Linked DNA regions of Mus musculus: region 1 is linked to region 2. A link is a contact called in public HiChIP or PLAC-seq data. All regions are on one chromosome and are shown on one strand. The core of a region is the stretch at or near the end of the contact, and the rest is flanking DNA. Distances in the headings are between cores, read along the strand shown.

What was found. HiChIP or PLAC-seq counts read pairs in DNA pulled down with a chosen protein or histone mark.
Region 1: an H3K4me3 HiChIP or PLAC-seq map of craniofacial prominence shows a contact between it and region 2, with 4 times the contacts expected there. The contact joins two enhancer-like sites. A contact is called at or near these places in 3 of 15 datasets of contacts at CTCF or cohesin (the NIH/3T3 cell line and embryonic stem cells), 14 of 484 Hi-C or Micro-C datasets (the Ba/F3 cell line, the G1E-ER4 cell line, the HPC-7 cell line and 7 more), 10 of 115 datasets of contacts at active chromatin or transcription factors (T-cell acute lymphoblastic leukemia, astrocytes, cardiomyocytes and 7 more) and 1 of 9 other capture datasets (embryonic stem cells).

What each region holds. Positions count from the first base shown.
Region 1 is chr1:87,031,275-87,037,436 of GRCm38.p6, forward strand. The region is part of intron 14 of Dis3l2 (DIS3 like 3'-5' exoribonuclease 2); the gene reads left to right. Among named protein-coding and RNA genes, the nearest start is that of Gm28375, 33 kb to the right of the region's middle. Within about 2 kb of position 4,452, at least 179 of the 459 cell types and tissues checked have an H3K27ac peak or open chromatin away from gene starts, as enhancers often do. A contact at or near this core is called in craniofacial prominence and differentiating embryonic stem cells, where this site is marked.
Region 2 is chr1:86,446,832-86,452,285 of GRCm38.p6, forward strand. No RefSeq gene overlaps it. Among named protein-coding and RNA genes, the nearest start is that of Gm32700, 8.0 kb to the left of the region's middle. Within about 2 kb of position 3,325, at least 21 of the 459 cell types and tissues checked have an H3K27ac peak or open chromatin away from gene starts, as enhancers often do. A contact at or near this core is called in craniofacial prominence and differentiating embryonic stem cells, where this site is marked.

The sequences.
Region 1 (6,162 bases), core at 3,202-5,701, 590 kb after region 2:
TGAACTTCCAAGTTTTAGATTTTAGAGCATTTGAGATTTTATGTTTGTATTCCAGAGCCTATGCAAATATTCACAAATCTGAAAATGAAATCTGAAGCACTTTTGGTCTCAGCATTTCAGATAAGAGGTTAACAGCCTGTATGCTAATCATATTTATGGAATACTTAGCAGTGTGTTGGCCCCTAAGATAAGAACTGATGAAACATCTACACCTTCCTGGAATAACCTGAGATTCCACAGACCCTGTGGTGTTTGGAGCCCCATTCCTGTGCCCATTGAGTTACCAAGACCAGAAAACCACTATTGCCATTGGGCTCTTGGGAAATAAAGGTTCCATTCACATAAGGATGCCCACTCCACACCTACCACCATCATTTTTGCAGTCCCTTCCTGTTCAGGCAAGCTCACCATGGGAGCCAAGCCAGTGCTGTTCAGATCCCAGTAGCAATATCCACAGCCAGAGAGATGCAGAAGTCATATAGGCAAGAGCCTATATGCGGACTGTTACATACCAGACAGTTGTGTCCCCACTGCTAAACCTAGAGAAATGTTCCACAAATGGCCCAGATTGCAAGAAGAACCCTGGGAAATTCTACCATGCATCTCACAAATTAGAAGACCAGTCATTGTGTGTATTGTAAGATCAATGTAAACCTCATGCCTTTGCTTGTCTAGCTAGAGCCAAGCACTGTGCAGTGCATGGAAACAATAAAGGTCCAGAGAACCCACTGAGGGAGACAGGCATGGAAAGCAATATTTATAACAAATACTTAGGGTGGGGCATGATGGGAGAAATGTCCTTGGGCTCAATCAGCTCATGATCAGATGAGCGGTGTGGTGGAAACACGAGGTGGGAGCAGCACAGGTCACCCAGCTGTGGCCAGAAAGCAGCAAATGGCAAGAGGAAGGGGCCAGGAACAAGGTATAGACCCCAAGAATTCCCAGAACTCAGGCCCTGAAGTGCCCCTTCCTCCTAAATACTCTGCCATCCTCCAAAACAGTGTCATCAGCAAGGGACCAGGCCTTTAACTCATGAACCTCGGGGGGGTGGGGGGGGCGGCATTTCATGTTCACACCATAGGGGTGACAAAGGAGTTAGGAGCCAGGCTCCCAGGATGCCCAGCCTGGGAAGGAAAGTACATGCACTGCTTCTCTCAGCTGGGGCCTCATTGGACAGGCAAGTGCCCTGTGAGCAGGTGTCAGGTAGGAGCCTGTATTTTGACATGGAGAGGACAAGGCAGGTGCCTGGGTGCTGCCAGGTGGAAAGGGCAAACGGCCTGTGTGTGTGTCTGGTGCAGTCCAGGCACGTGCAGGGGAAGCCCAGAACTCGCTGGATGGGAACACACCCATCTAAAGCACTCTGAACCCAGTTCATAAAACCATGGGTCAATATTTTCAAAGTCACAGAACTAATGAGCTCTGCCAGACTCAACAGACCGCATCCCAGTGGGTGATAAGACAAGTGTTAGCACAGAGGAAACGGCCCAGGCGGGAAGAGGCTTTTCTTAATCTGTTGGGTTTCGTGTTTATAGTAAAGCAGCTGCCCTTGGACAAGAGTATTCATTTATCAGGTCACCCACAAAGGAGGCTTAGTTACTATGCTCACCCTGTTTGGGTTTAAGTAATAACTGTCTACAGACAAGTAAAAATTGGATCAGGGCAAGTTCAGTAGGTCCCATCAGGCCTGCAGAAGCTGTCTCAGGCTCTGACTGCCAAGTTCGTGTGCCTGTTGTCCAGCAGGAATAGGCAGAGAGAAAGCTGTGGAAACCCTAGCCTAGCCCCGAAGAGCTCTATTTTCACCCTTTAAAAATGTGTGTTGTCTTCCACTCAGTATTTCTGTGAAACAGCAGCAAAGAATGATTCTAGTGTGCTCATTTAGTCCCTGAACAGTTCATCAGCATCCCACTTGTCTCTGGGATTCCCAAGACCATTCAGGCCTAGATTCCCCCCACACCTTCCTTCCCACGGCTTGGGGTCTGCAGAGGAAAGTGGGCAGAGGAAGGGGAAGAGCCAGCTCACATTGGTAAGGCCTTACCAACCAGGAAAAATAAGGATGGCAGTGACCCAGCTAAGCATCCTGAGTACTACAGAGGAGGCTTTGTGAGGGAGGCCTCACTTCCAACAGAGATTCTGTCACCTCCTGAGTCCTGGACTAAGGTACCCAGAGTCACCTTCTCACTCCCGCTAGCTTCTGTGGGTTCAGTGACACAGATCAGGACCCAGGCTGTACCTGGAAGCGTCAGTCTCACGAGAGGTCTTATCTTACTCATTCTCTGTTGTCTTGAGGTAAAAACAGCATGTGCAGAACTGTAAGGTGCTGCTGGTCTTTGTAAATAAAGAAATAATCTCTGATGAAAAGTATTTAAAGCATGGAAGTGCACACCTATAATACCCACACTCGGGAGGCAAAAACAGAAACATTGCCATAGGCTTGAAGCTCACCTGAGCTATGTAGTGTAGCAAGTTCCAGAAGATCTGGACTGTATGGTTAAGACTGTCACCACCATCATCATCATAATGAATTGTATATTATTATAATAATATTAAAAAGTATTTAGTGGCTGCTTCCTATGTCCTAGTCACTGTTCAAGGGACTGGGAGGTAAGCTGTCTGAGCTCCCCAGGTTAGTGACATTGAGCAGCTGTGACTGGCCCAAAAGAATGCAGGGACAGGAAGAACAGGAAAAAAATCACAAGTAGTCAGGTAGAGCCCCAAGCTAGGACTGCAGTAGGCAGAGCAGGAGTGAGCAAGCTCACACGGGCACCACTAAGAGCTGATCCAACCATGGTTTGTCCGTGACTGATGGCTTTGGAGCAAAGCAAGGATACAAGTAGAAGCCACACTCCAACCTAAGAGTGTCTGGCTCCAGGATGCCCTTCTCCTGAACCTTGGACTTCTGGTGAAAACTTATGGATGGTGGATCCCTAATGGTTTCCCAAGTGCTTGTCTTTCTAGGAAGCTTATTTTAAACTCCACCCCCATGCAAGGTCAGGCTATGGCTTACTCAGATACAATCGTAAATGTCAGCAAAGCCATGGAGAAGATGAAGAAGTAAGAAGGATCATCTCCCTTTTACCCTCCAAAGACTGAAGCCTGTGGACAGGGCCCTGGGCAGTTCACCCAGGGGCTTGACAACTTACACAGCTCTGACTACGTTCCTATGCCAGATGCAGTCTGTCTGCTCCTCCCATCTGTTCTGGTCTTCCCCAGAGCCTCAGACCAGCAGACAGAAATCAAGCCATGCTTGGTTCTAGATCTGTTGCAGGTGCAGTGTGCATGGTGGGAAGGGGAATGAGGCAGAGCAAGCAGCTTGAGTCACTCATGCCAGGGCTCCCTCCACTAATATCCCTCCCTAGAGATGGACTCAGGTTCCTTCCACAGCCTCTGCAGGCCTGGTCTTGTATTGCCCAGACAGAGATCACCTACTTCAGAAGGGGCACTCAGTACTTGCAGTGTCCTCTTGATTGGATGGAACCAAACAATGCTGGGACACAGGCCATCCCCCAGACCCACAGGAGCAGCTCCACCATGCAAATCTACCTCCAGCTTGAGGTGGGCTGCATAGGTAAGCTGATACACAACCCTGCTTGGTAAAGGAGAAGACAAAGTAACATTCAATACAAAAAAAAAAAAAAAAAAAAAAAAAAGAGTTTGAGGGTCTAGACCAACTAAGGCTTGGAGTTCTTTAGGGAGCAGCATTTGGATTTCATGTACCATCCCAGAGCAGGGTTCTCCAAAGAGAATAGCTTATACCTCCTTCCCACTTAACACAGCCACCCAAGGCCAGAAAACCTAGAGAAGCCAAAGCTGCAGGACTTGGTGGTGCCCCACCCAGATCTGGGCCCTGCCACATTCTGGCTCTAGTCGTCTTCTATAGCCTCTGAGACTCAGTTTCCCACTGTGCACATTAAGACCTACAGTTTTTTTCCTGGGAAAGGACTCATTGGGCTAAATGACAAAGCACACAGAGAGCTTGGCTGCACTCTCTTTTCTTCCCACCATTAGTGGCCTCACCACTCCAGGGTGGCCTTGGAAAATGGGGCCCACCCCGCCCCCCCCAGCAGCCCAAGCAAAGCACACTTTGAATAAAGCAGAGCAGCCTGAGCTCCCGGGTGACCTGGCTCCTCCTCTCCTCTCTCCTCTAGAGCTATCTCTTGCAGTTGTATGTGTATGAGAGGATCCGTGTGTTTAAAACACCCTTCTCCCTAGAACATCTTCATACCCAAATTCTAGCTTTCAAACTAAAGTTGATCCCTCCCAAAGTGAGAGGTGACTTTGGCTTCCCTGAGTTTATCCAAGCTCTGTTCTTGGTATAGGTCTTCAGGGTCAGCCTCCTCTACTTGGGTGTAAGAGGGAGCCCTGGCCTTGGCTAGGATCTGAGCAGGGCCAGAAAGCTGTTGCAGGCAGGCAGCAGCTCCCAGAGGGAATGTGCTTCTGTGTGCCTTGGCCACACCTCCTCTAACCAGTGGTTCCAGTTTCAGTGGAACTAGAGAAAGGCTCTCATGTGTGTGTGTGTGTGTGTGTGTACACATCATAAAAGAGCCAACAAGGCCCAATTACCCTTCACTGCAATGCTACACAGCACAATGCCTGGTTCTGCTTAGGGGCCAGAGCTGTTGCCCACGTGCAGGCCTGCCCCGTGCCTCTGTGTGCAGAGCTAAGCCTTGGGAAGAGCAAGGCTTCGTGGCTAGCTTTATGCTGACAAAGGGCTTTCAGTGCTGTCAAATGACTGCAAGCAGTCCCTTCCCCCTCCCTACCACAGCCACTGGGCCTCCCTTTGGCAGGGCCAGAGGGCTGCACTTGAACGCCTAGCCTCTGGAGACTTCCTTTTGAACTAGAAAAACATGGCTCAAACATGCTTCACTGCAGCAGGGCTCTGCCTGCTGAACCTATAGAAAGGCCTGGAGTAGATTCAGTCCCACAGACTAGAAAACCTGGCTCTGGCCTCACCCACAAGGCCTGTTATGTCTGGCTCCAGAGGCCTGCTCCTCTGGGGTTTTCCATGCCTGTGAACTAGGCCCCATTCATTTCCCTGCGGTTTCATGGGAACGTCCAAAATATTGAGCAGGTTGCAGGGAGCCCAGGAGGAAAGGGGTCAGTGAAAGGCCCTAGCTGTGACGTGGGGTGGCCCTGTGGTCAAGCCCTGGTGGGCGCCTTGTCAGTCTGCTGCTGCCTCTCCTCCCAGGCACCCCTTCCACTCCCCTGAAGCTTGGCCTGCAGCAGCACTCCCCTTCCCCACCCCCAGGCCTCTACTTTCCAGCTCCCTAGCCACCAGCCCCACCCTGGCCTGGCCTCAGAGGGAACTGCAACAAGATCTCTACAGTTCCCCACCCCCAGCATCCCTCAATTTAGTACTGATCAGACCACTGACTTCCCATCACGCCCCATTCCCTTGCAGTTTTCCACCACACTACACTCAATTTGGGGCTGCTGAGAGAGCAGCAGGTCTCCTGTGAGGGTGGCTGCTGTCTTCCCACCTTGGGCTGCCCAGCTATAGAGGAGAGTCATGCTCTAGCACACAACTCCTGTGAGAGCCCAGCAGCTGCCTTCACAGCTACTGGGGAGCCCAAGGGCTCCTTAAGCCAACAGTGAGGATGTACCCATGTGGGGGAAATTTGGTTTGCCGAAGAAATGAATTTGAAACTAGCTGGGAGCAATTCTTATCAAATTTCCATGTTAGCAGTTTTCACCAAGAACTAATTGAACAATCTCTGTGAGTGGCCTAATTCCATTAGCATGAGATTCCCACAAAGTTAACAAGTGCCCTAGTGGCCAAGGGCAGAGAGGCTCTTCTGTCTCACACTTGGTTTTGGTCTTTGAAGATGGATGGAGTTTCAGGTTTCAGCAACAGCCAGGCAGATGCTCACCTCTGGCCCAGTAGGCTTCAATCTCAGCAGCTCAGCTCCAGATCAACTTCAGAAGCCACTTTGCAAGTATTCAGGGTATGAAAGGGCTGATCAGACCACTGACTTCCCATCCCAAGATGAATTTCTCTTCTGGGTTAGCAGGTAAAATGGATCTGAGGGTAGAACATCCTACAGACCTCACCTCCCTTGCCAGGCAGTATTGAGAGACCAGGTACAGAGGAGTAGAAAATATGAAGGCAAAGTCTGAGGAGCATGAGTCTGGACAGGGCCTGCCCTCAGCACCACCTCCCCACCT
Region 2 (5,454 bases), core at 2,075-4,574:
ATTTCCCACTATGTTCCTACTGCCTACTGACTAAGTGCCAGGTCTCCTGTTAGGTGTAAGATGCGGACAACACAGAATAGCATGCTTCTTGGAGGCCAGTAGTCTGATGACATCACCAGAGATATGGACCCACCCTCTTCACACAAGACCAGGCCTCCTTGTCCTTATTTTTCAACAGGACCCACAGCAGCCGTCAAAGGTCTCTGTTTATGAAATGAATGCTTGCCGTGAGTTCAGGCAGGTGTTAGGAAATATACAAACTTAAAACATAGCCCCCCAGTCCTACACATACACACTATATATATATATATATATGTGTGTGTGTGTGTGTATATGTGTGTATTTATATATATATTATATATGTGTGTGTATATGTATATATATTATATGTATGTATGTATATATGTATGTATGTATATATATATATGAGCAAAAGCCACAAAGTTGTGGGGGTATCTGATTTAGTGATGTCCCCTGAACTTGACATTCTCGTCTAAAGAGGACATCGGCTGACTTGGCTTACCTGTCCTGAGCGGAGGCTTTGGGGATGGGGTGCTGGGATTAAGCCGAAGCTTCAGCAGCCTGTGATGGTTAATGTCGGCTAGCGTTATATGTTGCAGTCAAATGTCTGAACTGGGGGTGGGGTGGGGTGGGGGGAATCCTGTGCCAGTGATCACAGATTTCAGCATCTGATTTATCTGAACCTTGGAGGACTTTTGCAACAAGGTACAAAGCAAGTGCCCTATGGGCACATACAACTGGGCTTTATTACCCTGAACCCTGCTGTCCCCCACTATCTAGAGCTGATTACATAGGCTGTTCAGTGACTGTTGATAGTCCCACCCAATAGGACCTCAAGGAGTACTGCCATGGAAAACAGCCCACCCCGCCCCCACTTCTGGCCATCATAGGCAAACCCGGTGAACCCTGTGTTCATTTCTCTGGGTAGTCCCCTTTTCCAAGAAAGGGGTACAACTCTTGCCCAGCGCCCCCAGCTGAGGAGCCTGGAACTTGGCCAGGGTTGCACCGCGCATTCTCATTGGCTCCATCGCGGAAGGGTTTTCTGCTCGGGCTCAGCTCTGCACCTGGGGCCTCCGCTATCTCCACTCAGAATTTCCAGGGCGCTTGAAATCCGCCAATGGAAAGCCCCCACCCAGCATCTGGGCAGCGAGGAGAAGGCCTCCAGGCACCTCTCAAGTCTGACAGGGTTCCTGGAAGACTGCCTGGAGTTTTGCTTCCTTCTCTGGAACTTGTTTACTTCAGCTTGCAGTCTCTCCCCTGGGGCTGGTGGGAGCCTCATCCCGAGGGCAAGGGAACTTGTATATGTGTTTGTTCCTCCACTCCAGTTTGCTCTCCCGGTCTTCTGGGCAGAACCCATGTTTCCTTCTCATTTAGGTTGAAGAGAAATATCCCAGAACATGTGGGGAGTGGAGGTTGGGAGCATACAACTGCCCTTTCCCCTGTCTAGAGTCTAGAATGTCCCAGATTCTGTGAAACCCTCATTCTCTCACTTTTCTGTTGAATCCTCGAGATTTGGTGACTCCCAGCTCTGATCTGACCTCTAGGCCGAGGGTGGTGTTTCACTCATCCTCTGAGACTTGGCAGGCCATTCTAGAAGGACGACTGGGTTACACTATTTCCTTGGGGCCCCTGGCTTCAGTACAGGACACAGCTCACGGGCTAATGCACTCCTCTGCAGGCTTCTAGCAGCTGGGGAGTGATTCATGATGCTGAATGCCAGGGAGGGAGGGAGAGAAGAAAGGAAAGGAAGGAGGGAGAGAGGGAGGGGAGAGAAGGAAGGGAAAACTCTTTTTTCCTCCATGCTGGGTTTTGAACCTAGGATGTTAAAGCTTGCTAGGTAAACATTCTGCCACGGAGCCGCATCCCAAACTCTCTTTATCTCTTTTCAAATTCTTTTTTTTTTTTTTTTTTTTGGCTTGGTTTTTGTTTTTTGAGACAGGGTTTCTCTGTGTAGCCCTGGCTGTCCTGGACCACACTCTGTAGACCAGGCTAGCCTCGAACTCAGAAATCTGCCTGCTTCTGCCTCCCAAGTGCTGGGTGGCTGCCTGGCTTCAAATTCTTAAAAAAAAAAAATTATATATATATATATATATATATATATATACACACACACAACATACATACATACTATGTAGCCATCTTCAGACATACCAGAAGAGGGCATCAGATCCCATTACAGAGCCACCACGTAGTTGTTGGGAATTGAACTCAGGACCTCTCTCTTAACCACTGAGCCATCTCTCCAGCTCCTAAACCCCCTTTTCAAATTCTTTTTCTTAAGTTAATTTTTATGGGTATCTGGCTTTCATGTATGTCTGAGCACTGTTGGATAACCTGGGACTGGAATGAGCCACCAGGTGGATGCTGGGAATTGAATCCTGGTCCCCTGGAAGAGCAGAAAGTACTCCTAACCACTGGGCTATCTCTCCAGTCCTCTTTGCTTGTTTGTTTTTTGTTTTCTTAAGACAGGATTTCTCTGTGTACCCTGGCTGCCCTGGATCTCACACTGTAGACCAGACTGGCCTCGAACTCACAGAAATTGGTTTGCCTCTGCCTCCTGAGTGCTGGGATTAAAAGACATGCCCTACTACCACCTGTCCTTTTGTTGTTGTTGTTGTTGTTGGGGGGGGGGGGTGCTGTACAGGATCTTGGTGTAGCTCTGGCTAGCCTTGAAGTCCCAATGTAGACCGGACTTGCCTCTGCCTCCCAAGTGTTAGAAGAGTAAATGTGTGTGCCAGCATGACCTGCAAAAACTCTTTAAAAATCATTATGATAAAGAAAGTTAAAACTTTTGGTGGTGGCACAACACACCTTTGATCCCAGCATTTGGGAGGCTTGGCAGGCAGATCTCTGTGAATTCAAGACCAGCTTGTATACAGAGAAACCCTGTTCTGGAAAAAAAAAAGAAAGGAAGGAAAGAAGGAAGGGAGGGAGGGAGGGAGGGAGGGAAGAGGAGAGAGAGAGAAAGAGAGAAAGACAGGTAGAAAGGAAGGAAGGAAGGAAGGAAGGAAGGAAGGAAGGAAGGAAAGAAAGAAAGAAAGAAAGAAAGAAAGAAAGAAAGAGAGGGAAGGAAAAGAAAAGAGAGAAAGAAAACCCAGCCAACAAAGTAACCCACGGGAACCATAAGGCAGTCGCACTCCTCCATCCCCTCAGCACAGGTGACCGTTTTTTTTCTGTTGTTTTGCCAGTTTTCCTGGCATTGTTAGAGTAGAAAAAGCTCCTAGTCACAGAAATAGAAGCTCTGCCCTGAGTGGAGACCCACCATTCCAGTTGGGCTGGTTCAATCGCTTAGCTGGGAGCCTCCCCCTAGGGAGGCAGGCTCACCTCAAGCCCTGCTGGAGATAGGTGGAATAATTAGTCCTCAATGAGACACTGCACTTTTCCTTCTGTCCTACCCCCTGTGCAGAAGCATCCAGGCCACACCCACGTTGGTTCCATCTGCCTGTATAACCTTTCTTTTTCTTCTCCCTCTCTCTTTCCTAAGCATGCTTCCACACGTTGCCCCTTCCCCAGTATTTTATTCTTCCTTACCTCTCTCCCTGCCGAGTGACCACATGTCCACCATGTGTCTGCCCTCCATGCCAGCCTCTTCCCCTTCTCTGTATTCTCCTCCTTCCAGCAGCCACTGGTGCTCACAGCTGTCCTGTCATGGGGGTTTTCTTTTAAGGTTTAATAAAATTGTCCTTGTGTGTCCATGAGTCCAGGCTTAAATTATCTTATGGGACTAAGAACCCCTAAGGGGACCCTTTATCAACACAACTGCTCCCATCAGAGCTGAATGACTATGGAGTTGAGGGAAGCACACCAGGTGGCTAGAAGGTAAGACCCTATGGCCACTGTGATGCCACAGACCAGTAAACACAGGCACACACACACACACACACACACACAGAAGACATCTGCACCTCGTTGCTGATACCACTCTTGCCCTGACCTCTCCATGAAAAGAGGTCAAGCTGAGGTCAAGTATAAGGCAAGGTAGGTGCCCAACCCACCTGTTCCTCATGAAGGATGCTACACAGGCACCAGGTACACAAATGGTGCACAGACATACATAAAGAGAAAACACCCACACACACTTATAATACATAACACAACATAATGAACTGATACTGGGGTACATGCCTGGAATCCCAGCACTTGGGAGGCAGAGACAGGAAAGACTTAGGGAGCAAAGCCATCCACATCCATGTAATGTAGTTCCTAGGCCAACTGAGCGAGGTAAATGCAATAGAAGCTTAAAAATAAATAAAAGGAAGGAACGAGCCTAATGAAAACTATGGTTCAAATATATCTTTTATTCTCTGGTGGTGGTGGTGGTGGTGGTGGTGGTGGTGGTGGTGGTGGTGGTGGTGGTGGTGTGTGTGTTAGAAAGATTGCAGTACTTGAAGAGGCCAGAAAAGGGAACTAGATACCCAGGAACTGGAGTTTAACAGAAATACTATGCAGCCCAAAGTGTGTGCTGGGAACCAAACTTGGGTCCCCTGGAAGAGCAGCCAACACTCTTCACTGTTAAGTCTTCTCTTCAGGCAACACCCCCCCCCCTCTTTTTTGAGACAGGGCCTCATGAAGCCTAGGCTGATCTGAAAGCTGTAGCTGAAGATGAGTCTTGAATTCCTGATTCTCCTCTGAGAGTGGGGACTGAACCCATGAATTTGTGAATGGGAAGCAAATGTTCTGTCTACTAAGTGAGCCGTGTCCCTAATGGGAGTGAATTCTGATGAAACTGTGTTCTGCTTTCAGATCTTGGAGGCCTCTTTCCTGGGCAGGGTTGTGGGGCTTGCCATGTAGCTCAAGCAGGCCTCAAATGTGTTAACTACCTGCCTAGTTTCCCAAGTGCTGGGGTCACTGGCCTTTGTCCCTGTGTCTGACCAGGATGAGAGTTAAAATGTTCTGCTGGGAAGGAAAACAAGACTTCATACAAGTTCAGTTTAAAACTTAAAGGCAGCTGGTAATAACCCAGCATTTGGGAGGCAGAGGCAGAGTGATCTCTGAGTTCGAGACCAGCCAAGCTCCTGGACAGCCAGGGCAACACAGAGAAACCCAGTCTCTGCCAAAGAGGGAAGTGCAGTCTCGAACTCCAGTCCTTGGGAGGTGGAGACGAGAGGATCTGATGTTCAAGGATTCTCAAGAGCAAGTGCAGCTTAGTCCTCTAGAGACCCAGGCTCAAAAAACTTATGTAGCTTGGCACTTGAGGCAGAGGTGTGTGTGTGTGTCAGTGAGTTTAAAATCAGCTTGGTCTATGTAGTGAGTCCCAGGTCAAATAGGGCTATGTACTGAGATCATGTCTCAACATACAAAAACAAAAGAAAATTTAAAAGACCCACAAAAAGTAGGTAGGGCAGGAGAGGTGGCTCAGCAGTTAGGAACACTGTCTGCTCTGTGAAAGGATCCAGCCTGGGTCCGCAGCACACACATGCCAACTCACAGCCA